Regions from separate parts of the Mus musculus genome. Here regions 1, 2 and 4 are each linked to region 3. The links are chromatin contacts, called in public Hi-C, HiChIP or PLAC-seq and promoter capture Hi-C maps. All regions are on one chromosome and are shown on one strand. Each heading gives the region's core, a stretch centred on a gene start, on an enhancer-like site or on the middle of the called end of the contact. The rest is flanking DNA. Distances are from core to core; before and after follow the strand shown. Region 1 overlaps Mlkl (mixed lineage kinase domain-like). Region 2 holds the start of Ddx19a (DEAD box helicase 19a). Region 3 holds the start of 9430091E24Rik (RIKEN cDNA 9430091E24 gene). Region 4 holds the start of Fa2h (fatty acid 2-hydroxylase).

What was found. Promoter capture Hi-C pulls out the DNA fragments that hold promoters and counts their contacts. Hi-C and Micro-C count contacts between places; a contact is called where the count stands out from the background. HiChIP or PLAC-seq counts read pairs in DNA pulled down with a chosen protein or histone mark.
Region 1: a contact with region 3 is called in an H3K4me3 HiChIP or PLAC-seq map of bone marrow-derived macrophages, with 2.6 times the contacts expected there. The contact joins the enhancer-like site here to the promoter of 9430091E24Rik in region 3. A contact is called at or near these places in 3 of 484 Hi-C or Micro-C datasets (the HL-1 cell line, bone marrow-derived macrophages and nephron progenitors), 4 of 115 datasets of contacts at active chromatin or transcription factors (bone marrow-derived macrophages, embryonic stem cells and memory CD8 T cells) and 2 of 9 other capture datasets (adipose tissue and pancreatic islet).
Region 2: a contact with region 3 is called in a Hi-C map of uterus. The contact joins the promoter of Ddx19a here to the promoter of 9430091E24Rik in region 3. A contact is called at or near these places in 7 of 39 promoter capture datasets (the C10 cell line, cranial neural crest, embryonic stem cells and 4 more), 2 of 484 Hi-C or Micro-C datasets (Sertoli cells and uterus), 2 of 115 datasets of contacts at active chromatin or transcription factors (bone marrow-derived macrophages and pancreatic cancer cells) and 2 of 9 other capture datasets (adipose tissue and embryonic stem cells).
Region 4: a promoter capture Hi-C map of stem cell-derived epiblast-like cells shows a contact between it and region 3, with 4 times the contacts expected there. The contact joins the promoter of Fa2h here to the promoter of 9430091E24Rik in region 3. A contact is called at or near these places in 4 of 39 promoter capture datasets (hippocampal neurons, liver and stem cell-derived epiblast-like cells) and 2 of 9 other capture datasets (adipose tissue and pancreatic islet).

The regions. Positions count from the first base shown.
Region 1 is chr8:111,323,968-111,326,667 of GRCm38.p6, forward strand. The region is part of intron 4 of Mlkl (mixed lineage kinase domain-like); the gene reads right to left. Among named protein-coding and RNA genes, the nearest start is that of Mlkl, 13 kb to the right of the region's middle. Within about 2 kb of position 1,429, at least 7 of the 459 cell types and tissues checked have an H3K27ac peak or open chromatin away from gene starts, as enhancers often do. A contact at or near this core is called in bone marrow-derived macrophages, where this site is marked.
Region 2 is chr8:110,996,375-110,999,074 of GRCm38.p6, forward strand. It overlaps Ddx19a (DEAD box helicase 19a), which reads right to left and starts at 1,449. Exons shown (of 12, transcript NM_007916.2): 1 at 1,293-1,449. The coding sequence starts at 1,349. Gm51551 (a long non-coding RNA gene) reads left to right here. Exons shown (of 3, transcript XR_003947457.1): 3 at 1-82.
Region 3 is chr8:111,144,169-111,146,868 of GRCm38.p6, forward strand. 9430091E24Rik (RIKEN cDNA 9430091E24 gene) reads right to left here and starts at 1,330. Exons shown (of 3, transcript NR_040364.1): 1 at 1,236-1,330.
Region 4 is chr8:111,392,457-111,395,156 of GRCm38.p6, forward strand. Fa2h (fatty acid 2-hydroxylase) reads right to left here and starts at 1,365. Exons shown (of 7, transcript NM_178086.3): 1 at 1,027-1,365. The coding sequence starts at 1,296.

The DNA of each region.
Region 1 (2,700 bases), core at 179-2,678, 180 kb after region 3:
CAGGCAGGCCAGGACTATATAATGAGACGCCGTCTCAAACAAACAATAACAACAACAGATATCACCACCCCCTAAAATCTCAATCAGTTCCCTGATGCAAAGACCGATAAATTGATCCACAGGACAGATCAGAGACACAGGAACTAGACTGATGTTTATACAGAAACTTATATAGTGTGTGATGCTGCTTCCCAGTGGAGGAAAGAATGGGCTATTTAATAAATAATAGAGAGAAGACTGACTTACTCTGTGGAAAAAAATAAAACTAGACCCTGCATAATATCACATACAAAGACCGAGCCCAAGAGAATTAAAGCCTGAACTTAAAAATTAAAACTGGGCCTGGAGAGATGGCTCAGCGGTTAAGAACACTGACTGCTCTTCCGAAGGTCCTGAGTTCAAATCCCAGCAACCACATGGTGGCTCACAACCATCCGTAACAAGATCTGACTCCCTCTTCTGGAGTGTCAGAAGACAGCTACAGTGTACTTACATATAATAAATAAATAAATCTTTAAAAAAATAAAACTGGGGGGCTGGAAAGATGGTTCAAAGATCAAGAGCACCGACTGCTCTTCCAGAGACCCTGAGTTCAAATCCCAGCAACCACATGGTGGCTCACAACCATTCATAACTCTAGTTCCAGGGGATTCAATTCCCTCTTCTGGCCTTTGCAATCACCAGGCATGCAAGTGGTGCAGACATACATGCAGGAAAATCAGCCATGTGTATAAATAATAAAAATTATTAAAATTTAAATGTATTAAAGTTTAAAATAACAACAATAATAAACAATAATATGTTATTATCTAATCCTTTTAATCGTAGTACTGTTTAGGCCAAGGCAAGTGGAGGTCAATGAGAGTGAGGCCAGAGTTCCAGGTCTGCCAGAGCTACATAGTGAGATCCTATCTAATAGAGAGAAAGAAAGAAAGAAAGAAAGAAAGAAAGAAAGAAAGAAAGAAAGAGAAAAAGAGAGAAAGAAAGAAAAGAAAGAAAAGAAAGGAAGAAAGAAAGAGAGAAAGAAAGAAAGTAAGAAAGAAAGAGGGAAAAAGAAAGAAAGAAAGAAAGAAAGGAAGAAAGAAAGAAAGAAAGAGAAAGAAAGAGAGAGAGAAAGAAAGAAAGAAAGAAAAGTTAATCTAGGCATAGGGAGTGTATATTTTGAGAGCACAAATAATGAGGTGAAGTTTGGGTGTACCTAAATTAAAATTAAAGATGCATGTTTGATGATGGACATCAAAGCCAATGCTGATCATGTGATAATGGAAGATTTTTGCAATATCTATAGTTGACAAATAATTGATGTCCATATACAAGGTTCTTCTGCAAATGGGGAAAAAACAGAAACTGCAAATGTGACAGAAGAGCAGGCAGAAGATAGGAAGAGGTCGGTCACAGAAAAGGGAAGCCAAATAGCTATCGTGAGCAGTGCAACTTTAACCATGGGTGTGTGCTCACCTCTGTGGGAGAAGCAGGAAGACAAGAAAGTTAACATGTTCTTTATCTCGTGTAGATCCTAACTTCTAATGTTTGTGTCTGGCAAAGAAGGGGTTGCGAGAATGGATGTAGACTGTGAAACCAGAGAGGAGATCACAAGAAGAGTTGAGAGAAGGAGGAGGGGCAAAAGGTCACATGTCACACAAAAATGGAAAGGGAAGCTACTGAGGGGAGGGAGGGTTCAGGAGAGGGGGTGAAGATAGGAAAAAACAAATTGTATTTGATGGCATAATGAACCGATGGAGAGATCAGTTGCAAGTACAGGCATACGACCCTTGCCAGGTGGGTTGAATAGTATGGCCCCCATAGATGCATGTGTTTGAATGCTTGTCCCATGAGGAGTGCCATTATGAGGAGGTGTGGTCTTGGAGTAGGTGTGGCCTTGTTGGAGGAAGTGTTTCCCTGTGTGAGTGGGCTTGGATGGATCTTCCTATGCACACTGTGGAAGAGAGCCTCCTCCTAGCTGCCTGCAGAAGACAGTCTCCTTCTGGCTGCCTTCAGATCAGGATCTAGAACTCTCAGCTCCTCCAGCACCATGTCTACCTGCCTGCTGACATGTTTCCCACCATGATGATAAATGATAATGGACTGAATTTTTGAAACTGTAAGCCAACCCCAATGAAATGTTTGTCTTGATAAGAGTTGCCTTGGTCATGGTATTTCTTCACAGCCATGAAAACCCTAAGGCAGGACCCGAGTTTGATTCCCAGCACCCACCCAGTGGGTGGCTCACAACCACCAGTGACTACAGCATCAGAGGGATCTGATGCCTCTGGGCCTCATGGGCACCTTCACTCACACACACTCACTCACACATGTACATGTAATTTTTAAACATGTCACAATGAAACCCAATTCTTTGTAAGCAAATAAAAATTTAAAAGCCAAGCACATAAGATTAAATGTTCAAGCTGGGAGGTGACGGCTCTTATCTTTAATCCCAGCATTTGGGAGGTAGAGGCAAGTGGATCTCTTGTGAGTTCGAGACCCAGCCTGGTCTCCAGAGGAGCAAGTTCTAGGACATCCAAAGCTACACAAAGAAAACCTGTTTTGAAAAACAAAAAAGAAAAAAAAAAAAGAAGGAAAATGATCAAATTTATTAGTAAATGAAATGCCTTCAGATCTGATAGCACTTTATAAGGATAAAACAAATTTAGAAACACCAAGGATCAGTGAGTATATGAAATATAAGTGTTCTCAGGC
Region 2 (2,700 bases), core at 199-2,698, 150 kb before region 3:
TCAACTGCTGGATCACAGGGCTCCCAATGGAGGAGCTAGAGAAAGTACCCAAGGAGCTAAAGGGATCTTCAACCCTATAGGTGGAACAACATTATGAACTAACCAGTACCCCTGAGCTCTTGACTCTAGCTGCATATGTATCAAAAGATGGCCTAGTCGGCCATCACTGGAAAGAGAGGCCCATTGGACACGCAGACTTTGTGTGCCCCGGTACAGGGGAACGCCAGGGCCAAAGGGGGGGAGTGGGTGGGTAGGGGAGTGGGGGTGGGTGGGTAAGGGGGACTTTTGGTATAGCATTGGAAATGTAAATGAGCTAAATACCTAATAAAAAATGGAAAAAAAAAAAAAAAAAAAAAAAAAAAGAAAATCAACTGCTCATTCTTCAGCTGAATTGGTTTAAGAGTTAAGAGAGCTCGCTGCTGTTGCGGAAGGGCCAGGGTTTGGTTCTTAGCGCCACATGGTGGCTCACAACAGTTTGTAAATCCCAGTTCCAAGGGGATCTAAAACCCTCTTCTAACATATGTAGGCTCAAGTGTGGTGCATAGATACGAACAGGCAAAACACCCATACACACACATAGAAAACATAAGATATTAAAAGAAAGTATTTGAGGCGACCCCGAGGTAAATAGTGAAGCCAGTTGGGCTGTGTCAAAAACACAGGCAGCAAAGCTGTAACTCATACACTTAAGAGGAGGCGGAGGGATAGGGATGCAAGAGCTCTCAAGGCCAGTCTCAGCTAATTAGCAAGTCAGAGGCCAACCTGGGCTACACCGTCTCGAACCCACCAACGCACCCCTCCAAAAACACAAAAACAATCTAACAAAAACTATACGACACTTAAAATAGCAACTAGACAGTTTGCATTTGTTGCTAAGTGAAGCATTAACACAAACAAAACCCGTTATTCTGGCGAGCTACAAACTGCCGCTTGGCGGTTAAGCATGAATGTGGGGCTGTTAGGGGAAAGGCAGCATAAACTCACTCAAAAACTACCCCTCAACAACGAAAAAAAGAGAGAATTTTATGTTGCCATTTCTTGTAAGAGGTCAAGAGAAGGGCCAGTTTGGGGCCTCACACACTTAATAAAGACAATGTCACCATGGGAGCAACTTTTCAGTCCAAACTCGGATAAGAAGCTCGCTGCGGGTTTTCTTCGCTGTCGGAGCAAATCCGCCGCGCTAAGTGATCGCCCACAGCAAACTCCAGCGAGCGCGGGCTGGCCCGGCTCTGAGGTCCCCGTGCTGGAAACCATGTCCGCCTCAGTCCCCTAATCCCCACCAGGCCACTGACCGACTTGACAGCGGCTTCCTGCTCGTCCACCGCCAGCGCCCATGAGTCGGTGGCCATGGTCCCGACGCGAGCCGACCTGCAGAGATGCTCCGCGCCCCGCCAACACCAGCGCCGAACGCAAGCCCGCGCCAAGTGCCACTCACACGGAGCGGAAAAAGACCCGCGCGGAGTTGACGTCAGTTCCTGCCCCGCGCGTCCGTCTTCCACCCACGCTCCGCCCCCAGGAAGATAAGCATGCGGAGCTTAGCACTTTAAGGTCCTGAGTCGCTTATTTCTTAATTTGAGGCCAGCCTGATCTACTGAGAGAGTTCCAGGACGGCCAGGGCCACACAGAGAAACCCTGTCTCGAAATGCTAAAAAGAGGAGGAAAAAAAAAAAAAATTCCATCTCGCTAGGTGCGATCTAATTGAGTTAACGTCCTAGAGCTCTGCAGAGTTACTTAGTACTCGCCCAATCGCTTCATTTCATAACCAAAATACTTACCCATTTTTTGGTTTTGAAACTAGGTATCTTGTTTTAAAACAAGGCTACCTTGAACTCGGTTTCCTCCTTAATAATCTCCAACACCTAGATTACAAGGGATCGAACGCTCTCTCTCGAGATGGCTCAGCGGTTAAGAGCACTGACTGTTCTTCCGAAGGTCCTGAGTTCAAATCCCAGCAACCACAAGGTGGCTTACAACCAACCGTAATGACATCTGACACCCTCTACTGGTGTGTCTGAAGACAGCTACAGTGTAGTTACATATAAATAATAAATATTTTTTAAAAAAATAGAACGCTCTCTAGTGGCCTTTGCAGTCGCAGACACACATGCATATACATACAACTAAGAATGAAATGATCTGAGCATAGGTGGCACAGGCCTTTAATCTCAGAATTTGGGAGGCAGAGGCCACTAGAGCAAATTCCAGAACAACTAGGGCTACACAGAGGAAACCCTGTCTCAAAAAACAATTAAAAACAAACAAAACAGAGTTACATCCTATGTGTGTGGATATGTATTTAGTTTTGTTTTTTTTTTTTTGTTTTTTTTTTTGAGTCAAGAATTTCATGTATCCCGTGGCTTTTTTTTTTTTTTTTCTGCCTCCCAAATACTGGGATAAGAGAAGTACTTTCCCTCTGTTGGGATACATTTTAAGTCATGATAGTTGTGTAAAGCTGTTTGAATGACTTAGGCACTTCACAAAAAGGATGCTCTTAAAATAGTGCAAAATTTTAATGGAATGGTAGTGAACACTTTTAACTCCAGTACTTGGGAGGTGTAGGAGGAAGATTGAGAGTGCAAGGCCAGTCTCTGCTACAGGAGACCTAGTCTCAAAATGCATATATTTTGAGTCTAACTGCCCATTGTCCTCTTGAAATTGCACTACCAAGCATACCTATTCTAGTACCAAGAACATGGCTAT
Region 3 (2,700 bases), core at 80-2,579:
CCAGGTAAACCAGGGTTACTAGTGAGACTCTATGTTAAAATGGATGGATGGATGAACGAATGGGGAAGGAAGGACAGAACCTGCTGGACATTGTGACCCAACTGGTCCAGACTGCAGATTTTCCTTTTATTTATTTACTGTATATGAGTACACTGTTTTCATGCACACCGTTAAGAGGGTATCCCATTACAGATGGCTGTGAGCCACCATGTGGTTGCTGGGAATTGAACTCAGAACCTCTGGAAGTGCTCTTAATCACTGAGTCATCTCTCCAGCCCGACTGCAGATTTTTATTTTTTCAACAGGTGCATTAGGAGGTATCAAGAGAGTTTCAGAGCCGGGCGTGGTGGCGCACGCCTTTAATCCTAGCACTTGGGAGACAGAGGCAGGCGGATTTTTGAGTTCAAGGCCAGCCTGGTCTACAAAGTGAGTTCCAGGACAGCCAGGGCTGTACAGAGAAACCCTGTCTCAAAAAACCAAAAAAAAAGAAAAAAAAAGAAAAAAAAAAGAGAGCTTCAGAGAGTTGGGCCCACAAAAATGGCTAGCGGGTAAAAGTCAAAAAACCTGGGTACTTGACTGATCGGCTAGGAACGATCCCTGGATTCATCTGGAGGAGAGAAACGCATCCCCAATTTCTCTACTGACCTCTACCTTACACACAAACAAAGCCAGTAAATATTAAAAATATGAAGTTAGTTTTTTAAAGTGATGCAAATCCCTGTGGCTTTCAAAGTTGACCTCTGGCCTTGCTCCCTGCCAGCGGCCCTCGCCCACCCACGGACATCATGCAAAGTAGGCTTGGAGACCGTGGATCACACACAACTGTCACCCACCGGAAACCCCACGGCCCTGACTAGGTCTCTGACAGGAGTCGGTGAAGCACAGCCGAGCCGCACATTACAAGGTGGGAAACTATTCCACCTGCAGAGACGCGGGGCCACCTCTGGCCGTGACAGCAGTGCGCGCGCGCCCGCCCGAGCCGCAGCCCGCCCCGAGGCCCGGTCGGCCGCCCTGGGAGAGCCGGCGCGCAGTCCCGGGGCGGCCGGCGCGGCTCCCCGAGGCCCGCACAGCTCCACTGGCTCAATCCCGGCGCCCGACCGGTGGCACCGCCTCAGAGACCCGGAGGGACGGCCGGGAGCCGGAGCCCAAAGCTCGGACGCCAGGGGCGTGCGGGGCGCAAGAGTTCGCGGGACCAGAAGGCCGCCCGGACCCGCGGGTCCCAGCCGGCTTCCTACCTCAGGGGCCCGCATCTCGCGGGCAGCGCGCTCAGCAACGCCCGGCGGAAGTGAAGGGCAGCCCAGCCGCTGAAGAGGGTCTGCGCCGGCCGGAAAGGGGGCCAGGGCATGGGGACGGGGCGGGACGCGGAGCGCAGAGTTCCGGGACCGCGGGGGCCTGCGACCTTCCGCGCTTTACGGCCCGCGGCAAGGGTAAGGCGGGCGCGCGCGCCGACGCGCCGTGACGTCACCGCGGCGGGCCGGCCCGCACGTGCGCTTGTTTGGGTCTCGCCAGGCCCCGCCCCTCCCGCTCCGCCTCCGCCTGGATGACGGCGAGTGTGCAGGGAGCGGCCACCGCCCTCCGTCCCCGCTCCGGGTCTCCCGCCGGCCTCCGTGTGTCGGCAGTTCGGGTGATCGTCTGCCGCCAGGCCTGAGCTCCGATCCTGCGCGAGGGGTCCGCAGCCCAGAACCCGTGGCCGCCTCCGCCTCCGCCTCTGCCTGGATGGCGACGAGAGTGAGGAGAGCCGCCACCGGCCTCAGGCCGGCCTCCGTGTGTGCCTAGAGCCCGGGCATCGGATCCGGGCCAGAGCCTCGACCCAGTGTGGGCAGTTAGGGTGACCGTCTGCCGCCAGGCAAAATGGAATACTTTTATGTGTAGCTGTCTGGTCAGCTTGTGTCAGCAAGTCTGTGTCTAACATACATGCAGTGCCCGAGAAGGCCAAGAATGTCACATCCCCTAGAACCAGAGTTAGACATGATTGTTAGAAGCCATGTGGGTGCTAGGAATCACATGTGTGTCTTTGGGAAGAATAGTCAATAAGTCCTCTTAATCACTGATCCATTTTCCAGCCCCAAAAATAATGTTTTAAGTAAAAGAAATATAGTAGTCCCAACCCCTCCGGGGCTGAGATAGGCGGCTGGCTTGAGCCCATTTGTTTAACCTGGACAACATAAAAATAAACATAAAAGGACACACACAGATATTTCCAGGCTTTGTAAAATGTTCTAAAACTACATTATTGTGATGGTTGTTTAATTCATAAGTTTACAAATTATGGGCTTAAAATGACTGGAGTCCTGGGGTTGGTTCCCAGCACTGCCCACACCCAGCGTGATGTCACTCACAGAGGTGCAGGCAGCAGGATCTCAGACTGTGGGCATTTCCTTTGGCAAATCTCTGTCTCCAAAAATATTTACAATTCATAACAATTATGAACTAACATTGAAAATTAATTTTTGGTTGGGGGTCACTACAAGTTGAGGAACTGTAGTAAAGGGTCACAGCGTTAGGAAGGTTGAGACCCGCGCTCTACATTATCCTTGGCTATGTAGGGAGTTAGGGGTTAGCCTGAGCTAAGTGAGACCCTTTTTGGTTTGTTTTCTTTTTTTGAGACAGTTTCTCTGTGTGGCCCTATTACTCCCTCTGTATTCCATGTTGGCCTTGAGCTCAGAGAGCTGTCTGTTTCTGGCCCCTGAGTGCTAGCAT
Region 4 (2,700 bases), core at 115-2,614, 250 kb after region 3:
TCATCTAAAGATCTAAAAGCACTTGAAAGATCGCGAGCAACAAGGACCAACCGTTGCTTTAACCTAATCACGATGGCCTTGCTGTCACCAGTCCTGCTATCAGGCTTGAGAATAAGGAGTTAGCTTGGCTCCACCTGAGTCTACCAAGAGCTCTGTCTCCCAACCCTCCAGATGGAGACGACTTTGATTCTTGAATAAGAAACACTTGATTTTTGTACTACCTAGTTGTTTGACCTCAGACATTTATAGAACTTCACTGAACCCTTGTTTCCACATCCTGAAATGAGAATAACACCCAGGATGGGTTGAAGGTAAAAATCCAAGATGAGTCTGTACCACACAGCAGTACCGAGAGTTTAGCATAGTCTGGGTTAGAAATATCGACTTCTCCTTAGCAAGCTGGTTCGTGTATTTTATTTCACTCTTTCAAACCCACAACACTGTTTAGGACGGAAATAAAACCGGGGGCTGGAGGATAGAATCAATAAAACGCTGTTCGGGCCCCTCACTCACTCACCCACAGGAGCCCCTGAAGGGGGCAGAGCAGAGTTTTGGATTTGTGTCTCCTTGAACCAAGAGAGTGGTGGGATGGAGAAACTGAGGCCAGGTGAGCCTAGGGACCCACTACTGAAACAAGAAAGGAAACCAGAAAGGCTGATAAAGGAAAAGGAAGAGAAGAGAGAAAGGGGGTGGGGTGGGAGGTAGTGGCTGGAGGCAGAAACAGGAGTCGAAGTTGTCAGGCGGTAGGGGGGCTGCAGAAGGGACATGTTGGAAGGAGGATGCAGCCGGGTCAGGGGGGTAGCGGGAACACCAAGCTCCTGGTGATAGGAACGGGAAATAGGGGGATGGGAGAGGGGGTGTCAGTGACCGGTTACCTGGAGAGAAACTGGGAAAACGGAGGGAAGTGAGGGTGGAGGCTGTCACCTTGCGTTCTCCTAGAGGGCAGGTGATCTGAGCTCTCTAAAGTGGCGGACTGGGGGAGGGGTGTGAGGCAGGGAGCGGGGAGTGCCCCGGGCCGCCTGGTACCTGCGGGTCCGCTCGCAGTTCGCCCACATAGTACTGCTCCAGCCAGCGGCGGGCGTTGTCGGAGTGTCTGTGAGGTGGCCCATCCAGGTCGGCACTGATGTCCTGGCCAGCCCGCGCCAGCAGCAGCTGCTCGCCCCCCGGATGATGCCGCACGAAGCTGGTGAGGTCGTAGAGGCTGGCCCCGCGGCGGACCCAGCAGGCACCGGCCGCCAGGCGCCGCTGGACCTCGGCGGGCGTGAAAGAGGCGGCGGGGGGCGGAGCGGGGGCCATGGCGGGAGAGCGGAGCTCGGATCTCGGAGCCCGGCAGTCTGCTCCGCGGCTGCCCAGCGCGCCTCTAACATCTCGGGAGCCGGGGCAGCCGCAACGGGCCGGCCGCCACCGCACCTGCTCATTTGCATGCCCTGCTCCCATTGGCCACTCGGTGGGACGCGGCTGCTGCCCGGAGCCGCCTCCCCATTGGCCCGCAGGGACCCGAGCCCCGAGAGCAAGACGCTGAGCGCGGCCCGCCAGGTAGCCCTGGGCAGGTAGAGGGCGTGCCCACCAGGTGTGCCCGGCTGCTGGTGGATGCCAGCGCATTGAAGGTGACTGTCAGGACCACCTCCTCGGCGGGCACGCAACTTCTACATCTTCAAGGAACCGCATCTTCAAGGGGGAAACTTACTGTATTCAATTCGGCAGTTTCAAGAGGTGCCAAGGACAAGAGTCACTAGGGCGGAGGTCTGGTCTAGTCCCAGGGGTTGGGGGGTATGAAATATATAAACTCAGCCACAATATATTTAATATTTGGAAATTAATTATATTTAATATTTAATCACATATAATTATATATAATTATTATATAGTATCTATTATATATTTAAATAATTAAATATTATATATTATATAATTAAATATTATATATAGTTATATTTAATGTTTAAAAACTTACGTCGTCCCACCGTGTGAATGCGCATCTAAATGCTGAATATTTATTTCTGAAACGTATATTGTACACATTTTATTACAATTTTAAATAAAAATGAAACAAAAAAATCCCAAAACATATTTCACTGGGTGCATTGGGTGAGTGAACAGACGACTTTAAAAAAGGATTTATTTTACTTTGTGTATGAGTGTGTGTATGCATATGCGCATGCCATCCCTCTGGCGGTCAGAAGAGAGTGTCAATCCTCTGGAACTGGAGATTTGTGGGAAGTTTGTGAGGAGTTGTGTATATGCTGGCAGCCCTGGTCCTCTGAAAGAGCAGCCAGTGCTCTTAACCACCGGGCCAGCCTTCCAGATGTTTTTATAAATTATATTGTATGGAAATAAAAGCCATTATTAGTAAGACAGCTTTGGGAAGCCGCATAGCTGGATTGTGTTTTTATTTAAGCATTTTCTATTGGGTTCATTGTGGACCTTTTGCATTAGTTCTGAGTTGTGGAAGACTAGTGAAGTGTTTATCCTGGGAATTTCTATTTACTTTATTGACTTATGAATTTACTGTATATCTGTCCACCTATCAGCAAATCTGTCACCTCACAATCTTGTAATAAAGACATGGCTGATTCAGTGCCCTCACCCCCAGCCTCCTCCTCTTTTCTCTTGTTAGGGAAGGGCAGTGGCTTTGGAGCCCTTCAGAGGTAGAGGTGAACTGCTGGCCTGCCTGGCAACTGATGGGTGTGTGCACACGTC